Linked DNA regions of Arachis hypogaea: region 1 is linked to region 2. A link is a contact called in public Hi-C data. All regions are on one chromosome and are shown on one strand. Each heading gives the region's core, a stretch centred on a gene start, on an enhancer-like site or on the middle of the called end of the contact. The rest is flanking DNA. Distances are from core to core; before and after follow the strand shown. Region 1 holds the start of LOC112748712. Region 2 has its middle 25 kb from the start of LOC112748711.

Region 1 (6,701 bases), core at 1,027-3,526, 38 kb after region 2:
AAATATAAATTTTTAAAGATTTATTTATCTTTTTACTCAAAATTCTATATTAAAAAGGGAGTATATATATATATATGAGGGTGAGAATGAAGGCGTCTGAATCACGCATGCATGTTAATTATTAGAGTTGTCATTTAACTCAAAATAATTATTTGTCTCTAATGCATTGGGAATGTCTCTGCATCAAGCCCCCACCTTATTTACTTACTTACACTTTTAACTTTTTCATTTCTTAATTAATTGATTAAATATATATAGTGTGTTCTATGGAGAGTGAAGCTGTGTGTTGTTTGTTTTCTTTCACTGCCATTATTAGAACAAGTCTATGACATTGGTCTCTTTCCTTTGTTTCTTCTGTCCTTTCCAATTTGTGTCGTTTTTAGAAGCCAAGACAGTGAAATGGAACACATTTTCAGGGATATCCTTTGACAATTATTATTAATCCGTCGTATTAATAGTAGTTGAGAATCTAACGTACTAATCTAATTAATTAAAATATAAAACTATTGTAGCATCTCTGAACTTGGCAGAATCAAGTCCACACTTGCTTGCATCTTAATCTTATGTCTCCAATTATTTGTATTTAGTTTTATAAATTCCTTCTATTCACTTCTAGCTACTTATTATTAAAATAGTTCAACGTTATTGCATCTCTTTTTTTTTCTTGTCAAAGTAATGCTTAATAGTTAATTAGATATCTTAATTAATGTAACAAACTTCGAGTGTTCAGTTCACTCGTCCGCTTAAGTAAGTGTCGGGGGTTCGAATTCCGCCTTGTGCATGCAGCAACCCATTGACCAGCGGCAGACCCTTAAATGGAGCTCCAATCCGCGACGGATTAGTCCTTGGCCTGTCGGGTTGGGGATACCGTGGAAACCCAAAAAAAAAAAAAAGAGATATCTTAATTAATGTCTTTAATAAAAGTCTATTAATAATAATAACATTGATTAGTAAATCCTTTTATCACGTTCGGAAAAAAGTTGCACTGTGTTTGGCTCACAATTAAGAATTAAATATGTATTTAGTTAATGCTGTTTGAATAAGCTATGAATCAGATCTTAGATAGAATCAATTTGGAAATGGAAAACATGTATCAACTTCATTAATGGTCCGCTTTATGATCAATGAATATGGATTATTATGTGAATAAACTATTCTTGAGTCTGTCTGCTACTTGAGGACACTACCTTTCACTAATAAGCTTTTTAGTTGTGATCACATGCCTTAACAAAGTCCACTCATTCCCCTTATTGTTATTATTATTGGAATTTTATTTATTCTTTAACAAATATTTAAGATTAAAAACTTGAAAATGATTAAGTATTACAATGGCAAACTTCTTAGACTGCTTGAATTAGTAATTATTAATATAGTTTATAACTAATATAATTGACATGTGCAACATGCGGAATTTCTTATTGATTTTTGCTTCATTTTAGTTGCTTATATGAATCAAATTATGATAAATACTAGTCGTTAACATAATGATTAGAATTTAGAACTCATTAAATAGTGAGATATCCTCTGCTTTAAATAAAGTTGGGTAAAAAACCTAAAAATCCTTCCCCTTCATTTCTCTTTCAAAGGATCAATAATGCTCAATGATTCAAAAGTTGTAATAGGCAAGTTTGCACAAAGTTTTCAATTGGAAAAGTTTCATATTTATCTCTTTAGCTTTTATTTTTCTCTCCTTTTATCAGTGCCAGATAGAAATATAGAATACATTTTCAATCTCACTAATCTTTAATAACTTTTCACTTGGCCTACTCTAAAATCATAGTGAATCAATCCTAAAGCTATTTTCTAATTTTAAATGTACAAATAAGTGAATAATATTAGATCATAGAAAATGAAAAACAATTAGCAATATTAGCAACAGACACAGAGAATAAGCAGTTTATGGCACTCACTTTCACACTATGATGAAAAGTGCACCCTTTATCTTTTGTTTTCTTTCTAATACAACTTTTATTTCTTCCACTTTGAGTCCATTCTAAAATATGGGTAGCAAACTAATAATTTCATATGAAAAACTTCTATATCAAACAAAGATAATAAGCCTTGCAAAATAGCACCAAGACGAAAAAGAGAATATATTTAATAAATATAAATAAGGCTTAAGAATTTTCCATGTCAGTCCACTCCCTTATCCTGTAGAAGCATTTTTTGGTGAACAGAATCTATATTATTAGTGGTGGATCCACAAGGACCTATAATATTAGATTTCACATGAATCTAAAATTTCATATATATATATATAAATACTATAAAGTATAAACCAAGCTCATTATACTCTCAGAAGAAGCTGGCAGTTGTTATTGCTGTGTCTGCTTCTCCTTCTTCCAAGTTTCCCGCTTTATGAATTGTATGAAAATGAATCTTTCTGAGTTTGCTTCTCTGTAACTCTGTCTCCAAAAGGGTCTCTCGGTTTGTATCTGCTGCTTTCTATTATTGTTTATTGAGTTGCAAGTTTTACTTTTTATCACTCACACACACAAAACCCGTTCTTTTTCTCACATGTTTTTGGCCTTTTTTTTTTGCAGTGCCATAGCCTATAAGGATTGCATTGTTCTCTTTTTTTTTTCTCGGTTTCTGAAAAAGTGGCATTCCTATAGCAGATGAATAACAACAGAGCACGCACCACTCTTCAGGCAATGAAAGCTCCTTTCAATGATGGTCGCAAAGTACATTTCATTCATTACCTTTCTTCCTCTACATTCTTTTTCTTCTACTTTTCGTTGTTCTCTTACTGCAAGATCTTAAGAAGAAAATTGTCATATGAGGTTGTAGGTTACTACAAGAAAACATTATTCTTATGGTTACATAGCTTAAAAGCTCCCAAAAGAGTTTTGATTTCAATGCTTAAACTACTTTAAACTGTAGTAGGCAGATAGAATTTCTCTTCCTCTTTTGAATATTATCCGAATCTGGAAAGTGGAAGCTTGGCTCTTTTACTTGTCATAAGAAACATATCAGAGGCTCTAGCTAGTTCTTTCTTTTTGCTGCTTTTCAAAGATTCTATCTCTGAATGTGCAAAGCAGGACAAGATGGAAAGTAGAGGGAGCAAAGCAATGCCTGCACAGAAAAATGGGCGTGGATCGAATCGAGAAAGGAAAATGGCTTTGATACAAGATGTATGTGATAATTTATTAGTGAAATAAATCTTCAGTACATACAGTAAATTAATGTTTTCAAACTTGACAGGTTGATAAGTTGAAGAGAAAGCTGAGACATGAAGAGAATGTGCATAGAGCATTAGAAAGAGCTTTCACAAGACCTTTGGGATCTCTTCCACGCCTTCCTCCTTATCTCCCTCCATATGTTAGTCCATTCATTCCTTCATCTTTTCCTTACTAGAACACAAATTTGAGCAATGTAATATGGTTTCTTACATACATAGATTGTTTGTAGTGTTGCATTGAAAATGAATTACAAGTAATGTTTTGTCCTTTTGTTTATAGACATTGGAGCTTGTGGCTGAGGTAGCAGTATTAGAAGAGGAAGTGGTTCGATTAGAAGAACAAGTTGTGAGTTTCAGACAAGGTTTATATCAGGAAGCTGTATACAGTTCCTCTAAGAGGAATCCTGAAAATTCCAGTGACGAAATTGATAACAATTCCAAACATCAAAGGTCAAAATCTTTGTCCCAATGTGAGCTTAATTCATCAGCTAGTCCCAATGGAAAACCATTTCATATGAAACAAGATTCGTTGTCATCCGTCTTGGAGGAGGGAAGAGGAAAGGAGAATAAGTTGTTTCATAGCCCTGTGAAGAGCAAGCAATCTCCAGAAAAGAAGGCTGCTAAAGTGATTACTCCAGTAAGGAAATCTCCAATGAAACAGCAATCATCTGAGAAATGTGTGGATCACTTAAAGTTGCAGGTACCAAACAGTATTTTTGTTCAATTGTTATCTGGATAACTGAATGAGTATTATGAGAGATGATTGTTCAATGATTTGTTTTTCCGGGTGTTTAGTTAGAGTGGAGATTAGTAGATCAAGAAAGAGCACAGAGTTCCTCAAGTTCGTCGGACGATAAGGCACCGGAAGTTGATAGCACACCCAACAGAGTTTCAGAGGATCTTGTCAAGTGTTTGTGTAGCATATTTTTGAGAATTGGCAAGGAAAAGGAACAGTTGAATGATCCTTATGGTATCTGTTCAGATTCCAAAACAAGAAGAGATGTTGGTGCATACAATAATCTGTGTGAGATTAAAGCCTCCAATGTTGATCTCAACCGAACAACAAATGCAGTGTTTCTGATCCACAGATTAAAGTAAGTTATATAAAGGGTTACTACTTACTACCTCTTCTTGGTTGTTATGTTCCTCTAATCTAATAAGCTTGTTCAGGTTTCTACTTGGGAAGCTTGCTTCTGTGAAATTGAAGGGTCTTACTCATCAAGAGAAGCTTGCATTCTGGATAAACACATATAATTCCTGCATGCTGAATGTAAGATATATAATTTGATATCATTAATATCTTAGCCTATGTAACATGTTGAGGATAATCAGCATAATGTTTTCTGGCTTGAATATTTGTGTAGGCATATTTAGAGCATGGCATTCCTGAAAGCCCTGAAATGGTTGTAGCACTAATGCAGAAGGTACAGACAGTGATCTATAAAATATTCCCTACATTTACTTTTCCAACAGTATTCTATAGCATATTAGACTAAAGCATTGGTTTGATCAAATTAACTAAGATTATAAAATGGTTATTATGCTAGGCAAGAATAATAGTTGGGGGCCAATTGTTCAATGCAATCACAATAGAGCACTTCATTTTGAGACTACCTTATCACCTCAAATTTGTAAGTATAGCATTGCACTTAGTTTTTGGTTTCATTTTCCTATGCTATTTTGTTGGTGATGCTTTTGTAGATTACAATGCATGATGACTTGAATTCTGATATTTGGTAAATGCGACAGACGTGCCCAAAAGCTGCAAGGAATGATGAGATGCAAGCACGAAGCATATTTGGGTTGGAATGGTCTGAGCCATTAGTTACCTTTGCACTTTCCTGTGGAAGCTGGTCTTCCCCTGCGGTATGTTTCTCTCAGCTTACAACACAATCCTGTTATGACTTTATGCATGTTCTTTCATTATTGGATCATGTTGTAAAAAAAATGTCATAGACATACAAAATATGTATTGTTTAATTTATTTTTAATATATATTTTAGAAAAATGGACAAATAGGTCCTTGAACTTTTGTCTCGCGGACATTTTCGTCCCTAACAATTGAAAAATACTTTTAAGTCTCTGACCTTCACAAAATTTGGACGGATCAGTCCCTGACAGAGGTATTTGGACAGAGGGACTGATCCGTCCAAGTTTTGTGAAAGTCAGGAACTTAAAAGTATTTTCCAATAGTCAGGGACGAAAATATCCGCGGGACAAAAGGTTAAAGACATATTTATCATTTTCTCTATATTTTATATACGATAGTTGTTAAAAGAAAAATCTTTTATTTCCTTTTAAAGTAATGGCATGCTGACTTACTCTTAGCATGTGATCAACTAGTCTGACAAAATATGACCTTCAGACCAAAGAAGTCACGTGTGGGGCAAACACTTTTCCTTTATATATATATAAGTTAAAAAATTGAATATATTTGCTTGGCTGGGTGAATTGATTGAACAAAATGTATGTTATTTTGATGTGAAGGTGAGGGTGTACACAGCATCAGAGATAGAAAATGAGTTAGAAGCAGCAAAGAGGGATTATTTGCAGGCGTCAGTTGGGATTACGAAGACAAAGAAGCTAATGATACCAAAGTTACTGGACTGGTATTTACTTGACTTTGCAAAGGACATGACGTCATTGGTGGATTGGGTGTGCCTCCAACTACCCTTTCAACTCAGAAAGGAAGCAATTGAATGCCTTGGCGGAAGGGGAACACATTCGGTGCAAGTCATGCCCTATGACTTCCGTTTCAGGTTGCTTTTACACCATTAACACTTGCTACACTCTTCACTCAACTCTTCCAAGGTTTCCGGAGTTTTGTACATTGGATAGTTCACATAGAAAGTACAGATTCAAAAGCATGTAACCTTTTTATTTTTTATTTATTTAGTAAAGGGTTTTTGGCCTTTAGGACGTTGCAGTTGGCATTAGTTGTAATGCTTTTATAGGCAGTTCCAGTAATAAGCGCAAGTGTGGTTAAACGTTAAGGGTGTATGAGCTTGCATCACTCTAGTTATTAATCTAATAAAACATTTGTGTAGGTAGGCAAGTGCCACCTTCTGTTTGCTTTTCAACTACCGTCCTCATGCATACTACTTTCCCGTATACATTTTTAAGAGGTGTGGGATGTCATTATGCGATTTGAGAAATCTAAAAGCAAAATACCCGTAACCAATTCAGTAATTAGCTCACTCGTTGACTTGAACAAATATAAACAGTTCAACCTTTTATGTATAGACTGAGAGACAAAGGCAACCACACAGTTCAACATTTTACGTATAGACTGATAGACAAAGGCAACCACAGATGGGAACAGTAAACCGGGCACCGTTGATCCAAGACCCTTTTCAACGATATCGCTGAGAAAAGGGTGTTCGTTAAGCAATTAAAAGAATTAAATTCTGCACAAAAGAATGAAAGATGATGTCTTGTTTACCCGAATGAATATATTACTGATAAAATCGCGCTCAATAACACTTTCTAACTCAAGGATGAATGAATGTTAGAATTACTG
Region 2 (7,068 bases), core at 2,550-5,049:
GTGGCTTTTTCATTCCAGAAAAAAACCATGTACGTCCACAGCATCGCAAACAATGCTAATATTGTGACCAAGAAGGAACATGCGTGTTGAGCATGCGATTGACAGAGAGAACGAATCAGGGGAAAATAAAAATGGAAAGGGAGCCCTAAAAGTAAAAACAACGGAAAAAATTGAGAAAATAAAAAAATAGAAGCGTTGGAAGGGAAAATCGATCAGACCTTTGGAATCGGAGGGCTTGGAGGAGAAGAGATCGTCGACGAGCTTGACCTTGCCATCGCCCATGTTTGGTGGAGCTCGAAGGTGAACAAGAGATCCAGAAAGATCGGTAGAAGAACGAGAAAGAGAAGAAGAGTATGAAGACGAAGATGAAGATTAAGAAGATGAAGAAGAAGTGGTTTCGAGTGACGAAGGCGAAGGGCGAAAGGCGAAGGGCGAAGGTTGGGAGGAGCTCTTCCAGGCGAGTGGTTTCGAAGGCGAAAGAGTGGTTTTCGAAGATTAGGGTTAGTGTCAATAGGTTGGGGACCGGGTTGGGCCGGGTTTGGGGCCGGGTAAGAGTCAATGGGTTGGGGACCCTCTCGCCACGCTTATAAAACGTCGTTGTTTCACTCTACGGCCACGCTTTCGAAGCGTGGCAGAAAAAAACTTTTGGCCACGCTTTTAAAGCGTGCCAAAAGAGTACCAGGATATGGCCACGTTTTGTAAGCGTGGCCGTAATGAAACCCTGCCGCCACGCTTTTAAAACGTCCTTGTTTCTCTCTATGGCCACGCTTTTGAAGCGTGGCAGAAAAAAAATGTGGCCGTTTCTCTAATCAATTGCCACCCTTACAAAAGCGTGGCCGTTGATTCTTTTCGCCACGCTTTTGAAGCGTGGCAAAAAAAAGTGGCCAAATCTCTAATCTATCGCCACCCTCATAAAAGCGTGGCCATAGGCCTTTTTTCTTGTAGTGAATTAACTTTGATATTCCTCTACTGTACCACTTTGTTTCAGCTCTTTAATGGCGATGCGAGGATCATAGAACACTGATGAATTCGGAAAACTAATATTTGATTAAAGTGATGAACAAGCATTATTAGGTAATTATCAATTGTTTGTGTAATTTGGTTGGTTTAGTGTGCAGGAAAATGAAGTCAATAAACATTGCCCAAGAAACAAATCATCAAGCCCACACAAATACAAATCTTGGTCCATTATAACTAAACCAAGCCCTATAACATGCCTCTAAACCAAATAAGAGAAAAGAAAGAAAGATGGTCCAAATCATCTCAAGTCTATTCGGTGATCACAAAGCCAAAGCCACACACTTCACTAGGTCACCATTCAGAAACTTGAACTCAAAATTCATTTCAATTAATTGTCTTGAAACTTTCACCGAAAGCCAAATCTTCTCTCTCTTCTCTCTTCATCGGTCATGTCACTCACTCAACAAGGAAGAAAGAAGAAAATAGAAACTGCAGTAGCTAGGTTGTGGTGAAGAACAAAAAGGTGGTTTCCAAATCCAAGCTTGAAGAAATGATACAAGCAAGAAGCTAATCTCATTCAGTCAGAGAATGTCAAAAGACTTCTTTCTCCATTTGTGCTACACCAAGCAACCATGAAAAAATCTACCAAGCCTCAATCTCAATTCAAGAAACCATGGAGATAGTGGAGTCAAAGATGATCAAAAGCTCATCCACATACCAAATCCAAACGTGGGGCCAAAAAAACAATCCATAGTCAAGATTGAAGGAACTTGAAAAAAAAAAGATGAGAGCAGGTAGGTTGCACGCAACAGAATCAAAGCGCTCTCTCTCCTCTGACCAAGCCGCTACATGCTCTGGGGATTGGAGAAGAAGGCAGCATTGGGTTTGAACTTGATTCAACTTTGGAAGCTTCACTCTTTTATATTAAGGGTGAACGACCAAGGGTTGAAGGTAAGAGAGAAAAACAGAGCATTGAGTTCAGTTCTCATAGCTACCTAAGTTGTTCTGAGTTCTTCTCCTTCATGGTTTACATGTTGTATTTCTTTTTCTAAGTTTAGTCTGTCTGAGTCTCATTGAAAAAGGCAAGCATGGTGAGGTTTGTAAGAAAAAGTCAATGATAGGTAAAAGGCAGTGAGTTAAACTTGGAGAAAAAGTCATAAAAAGTCTCAGATTTTTTTTGTACATCTTTTTATGTTGTGTCATGATCCTGTGAAGATTTTCTTATAAGTTGGGTTAGCAATTGACTATTGAAAGCTAGGTTAAGTCTTAGTCAAATTCAAATTGGGTTAGAATCTGAATTTGTCCCAGATAGGATTGGGTAGATCTTAGGAAATTATTAGTGTTTGTAATCTTGTGAAAAAGATAGTGAAATTTCATCATAATTTTGATAGAGACTGGATATAGGCTACATTGCACTGAGTAGCTAAACCAGGATACATTTAGGTGTCACTATTTCTTCCCTTCTCTTTTTCTATTTTTGTAAATTCAGGAGACAAAAAGTGGAGTCTCTTACCTCGACAGGAGATAAAAGCAAAAATATCTCTTAAGTAATATTCAGCAAAAAAGGAGGCCAAAATTCAACCCCCTTCTCTTAACCACTGATAACCATCAAACACGTTCTTCCCAAATTGGAGTACCATGGCATCCAAGAAGGACTCTCACGTGTAAGTGATGTTGTTGTTCACCCCAACAATACCACGTATAAGCGGCTCCTACCAAATGGAAGGAAATCACTCAATCCTCTATAAAATCAACACTTCAAAAGTCTCAAGATATTGTCGAGCTCAAAAAATCCAATCATTTACCACATCGCTTTCAAACATCGGTAATTCGGCCATTTTCACCTTCACATTACGGACCAATTCACTTCGGATCCGTCTCCCCCAGAGTTGTGGCTAGCGTCACCCACCGGCGAGGTGCTCCTGGTCTGCCGGACTCTTCTACTTTCTGCTTCAACTTCATAGTATCTTGTAACAACTTCTCAATTGACCGCAAGGACAACTCTAAGGATGTAAGTTGATGCTGCATTTCGGCTACCCTCTCGTTGGCCTTGGCGAGTCCACGACTTAGGGTCAAGATTTCTTGCTTGTTGGAGAGCGTCAGCTCCTCCAATCGAGTGAAGCGAATCCCGTCCGTCATCTCCGATAACTCTCAATGAAAGCACTAATTGATGGGTTGCTGCAATAAAACAGTCACCATAACACTCTAACTAGAATTAACACACAATCAAGCATATGAGAATAATGAAAAAGTGAAGATTAGGAGAATGTATATAGCAGACAAGAAACAAATAACAACAAATTTTCGATTTGAGTCACGGAAGAAGACTCCACCAAATTACTAGTAAAATGAATCATTGCCTCTCACTCTCTACTCTCTTTATGCATACCACTCACTCTGTTACGTAACTAACTATGACAAATATTCTTTTGCTGCACTCTTTTCTCAAGTATAGTAGTCCTTCATTCAAATTGGAGACCTTCTCACTCTTTTGTTTTCGATCTCATTTTGATTGCTCGACCCAATTCCTTCCTCAATCTCAAGTTCTTTGTTCGGGCCTCTTTGAATTGGGCCATAAATTATATCATTGCTCATAAAAAATAAGTTAAAATATAAATATCAATTATATTTATCTTGTTTTAATATTCAATTCTTAACACCACATATATTTTTTTGTCTGGGTACAAACACAACATATACTTTATTCTTTACGAAATATCTTTTGAAAACGAAAGCAATATGCACAGTTTCTTGAGAGAAATGATAAAATGATGCATGATATGTATCGGTTTGTTTATTCGGCCCATTGCATGTGCGGAAAAGTTTTTTAAACCCGTGACTATTAGGCCTTAACGCATATTGTCCCCAGGTAGCAAAATATGTCAGAAAAGTCCAAGGGGTTAACCAATGAATTGCAATCACTAAATTATCGTACCTTTTATGGCTTTTGTTTGGGCAATTTGAGCCTATTACGATGAAGAGTTCTTCAGTTCGAGGGAAAAAAAAAAAAAGGATATCTACTTGGTAAGCTGCATCTATTTGTGTCACTAAAACGCCCAAAAGTGATTTTGCTTACCGGTAAGTCAAATTGATTAAAATAAAATATTTTAGGAAAAAAATAAATTGAACATTGATTTTTGATCTGACTTCTTTAAAATTTGAACACATTAATTTCTGGGTCTAATGTGTCCTAATTTAAAATCTCTCTCATATATGTATTTATATTAACTATTTCAATACAATGGGTGTCATATTTAATTTTTTTATTAGATCTAAAAGACCCAAGTGAATATAAAAAATCTATATATTCAAATTTTAAAAAATCAAAACTTAAATATATTTTTAAATTTTCGAGAATTTAAATATTCACAAATTAAAAGGTCCAAGACGTATTTATCATTTTTTAATATTTTATTTTAATGAAATCCTTTTTATTATAATTTTTAAGAGAAAAATATTTTCATAATTTTCTTTATTTTTTTTATTTTATTCACTTTAATCATCGTCTTCAATTCCATCATTAACGGTACATTATCCTTCTCCCTCCCTCTTAATTATCTTCACCGTCGGCGACGACAACAAATCTTCCCACTGCCTTTTCTACTCACTCTTTCATCGCGCCACCAATTCCTTCTCCTCTCATTTGGCCATGGTGGTTTCGACACCGTCTTCTCCAGCACCTTCCCTCTTTCGACTCTGGTGAAAACCACAGTGGAGCTCTTGGACCCGTTGAGGGTTGCGATGATGCATGTATCTTCGACGGTGAAAATTACAGAATTGATCTGATGTGGTGGTAATAATTTTGACCTATCAATGATATTCCAGCGAACTTTATTAAATTCTTCAAAACTCAAACCCATTTTAAAATAGGCTAATTATATGGTGCTTTTTGTTTGGTGCCTAACTTTTGCCTAAATTACTTTTTATAGTAACTTTAAAATATTTAAAAATTTTTTACTTTTATACTTTTAAATTTAAAATTAATTATTTTACCTATTTTAATAATTAGGCAATACTTTTTAAATACCATAGTAAACGCCTTTAAAATAAATGAATAGTAGAATTGAAATTTCCATTGCAAAGTGATGAATGAATTATGTTCCATCTTTTAGATTATTACAACATACATTTTATATATATATAAAACACAAATCACATATTTGAATATACAAAACAAATAAAGAGAATAATAAAAATTTTGAAGTGTATAAATTAAATTAAAATATTCTGATTGAGAAATGACAAGATAAAATATTTTTTATGATATTAATAACAAAATAAAAATTTTAAAGTGCATAAATTAAATTAAAATTTAATTTTTTAATTTTAAAATACATTATCATTCACACAATCACAATTATATCTTTTCATAAATGAATTATTGAGCAATTTCAATGGGATTAATTTTGGGTATTATTCTTGATTTTTACAGTAACTGAAAATAATTTAAAATTAAAATTTAAAATTTGTAGTGGATATTATCTTTGAAATGATGCTGATTTTAATAAAGAGATACTATATCATTTTAAAAGAAGATGTGAAATGCTACTTATATAATTCATTAAATTCCATTAAATAAATATTATAACGTTATTATTATAACGTTGTAACAAAAATTTAATCAAAATATACTCAAATAAATTAGATATGCTCTTGTATTTATACATTTTATTATTCTATTTTTTATTATTTTTTATTAATTTAATAAAAAATAAATCTAAATCAATTTAACATGAGTTTTTTTTATCAACTATTTATAAAATTTTAATTTTTTTCAATCTAAATACACAAAATTTTCAAGGCTAGATTTTTCTCGTATTAAAATATGTACATATCATATTAAAATATATATTGCCACAAATTTTAAAATATTTGTAATGAATATTTGATTATCCTAAGACTGAATTTTTATCTCATGTTGATTTATGTACATATATATAATCTAGTATGTATTCTATATATTTTAAATATTACTGTTATTTATATTAGTTGATGTACCCATGTATTTTAGTATGTTTTGTGTAATTTTATTAATAAGAAATTAATAATTATGCTAGATTAATTTTATTATTTTTAATAATATATCATATAAAATTATTAATTATTTAGAATATTAATTATAATAAGATGCTATAAAAAATTAGTATTTTTAGATTAATTTTTTTAATTATAACAAGATGGAATGTAAAATTAATAATTTTTTAGAAGAGCAAATTAATTATAATAGTATAAAAAAAGTTTATTGTGCATCATTTTATATTTGTAAATTGAATTGTGACGCATAAAATTTTACTATATTTTGCTAGAATTTTTTGAAAGTAATCTTAATTTCATAATTTGACGTGTTTAACTATCAAGTGTGTCATATAGATCACAATCATAACAGCAAATGCTACTTTCTCATATTCAGGTCAATGCACAAATTAGGATGATGAAGATCCAATCATAGTCGTAGAGGAGAAAGATATGTAAATACTGGTAAAAAAATATTTTCAATTTCTCAAACTTACCAACATTCATAATATTAAGGAGAGAATTTTTAATATTTCAAAATATATTCATTTTATTTATGGAACACATACAATACACAAGGCACATGTGCCTTTATATAGACTATATGCTTCCTACTAAAATAATAATTTATGAACCACAAATCAATTTTGTAATGACTACCATTCTATGAGTTGGCTTCATGAATCTTCCTTCAACTTGCATTCATGTAGTTTTTATAATCTTCTAATTTGGGTTGCTTGGCCTCCAATTTCAATTCAATTTGATTTTGAATTTCTTCAATGTTGTAGAATGTTGTAGTTGTACTCTTGAATGTTCTTAAAAAATCTTCAAGCTTCCAATATGTTAACTTCTAGCAATATTTAGCAAATTGATTATTATTGTATTTAACTAAAACTTTGCTTCTTCTTTGACCATTTTGACTTTAACACTCTTCATGAAGATTCTAGTGATGCAAGTTGATTTATAATGAATAACATTGCCTCCCTTAAATCAAGCTTGTAAAATTAATCATTCCAAGCATCTTTTTCAACTTGTAAAATAACTCTGTCTTCAACGGTTTTGTAAAGATATCTGCAACTTGTTCTTCAGTTGGAC

Evidence for each region. A called contact is a pair of places that touch in the nucleus more often than the background predicts.
Region 1: a Hi-C map of an unstated tissue shows a contact between it and region 2, with 2.6 times the contacts expected there. The contact joins the promoter of LOC112748712 here to the enhancer-like site in region 2. A contact is called at or near these places in 3 of 8 Hi-C or Micro-C datasets (leaf and an unstated tissue).

Annotation. Positions count from the first base shown.
Region 1 is chr15:8,908,595-8,915,295 of arahy.Tifrunner.gnm2.J5K5, forward strand. LOC112748712 reads left to right here and starts at 2,277. Exons shown (of 11, transcript XM_025796952.3): 1 at 2,277-2,427; 2 at 2,544-2,684; 3 at 3,042-3,134; 4 at 3,205-3,321; 5 at 3,462-3,881; 6 at 3,977-4,275; 7 at 4,352-4,451; 8 at 4,546-4,605; 9 at 4,729-4,812; 10 at 4,931-5,047; 11 at 5,669-6,261. The coding sequence starts at 2,619. The coding sequence ends at 5,959. LOC112748713 reads right to left here. Exons shown (of 24, transcript XM_025796954.3): 24 at 6,624-6,701.
Region 2 is chr15:8,868,707-8,875,774 of arahy.Tifrunner.gnm2.J5K5, forward strand. No RefSeq gene overlaps it. Among protein-coding and RNA genes, the nearest start is that of LOC112748711, 25 kb to the right of the region's middle. Within about 2 kb of position 3,800, at least 3 of the 3 cell types and tissues checked have open chromatin away from gene starts, as enhancers often do.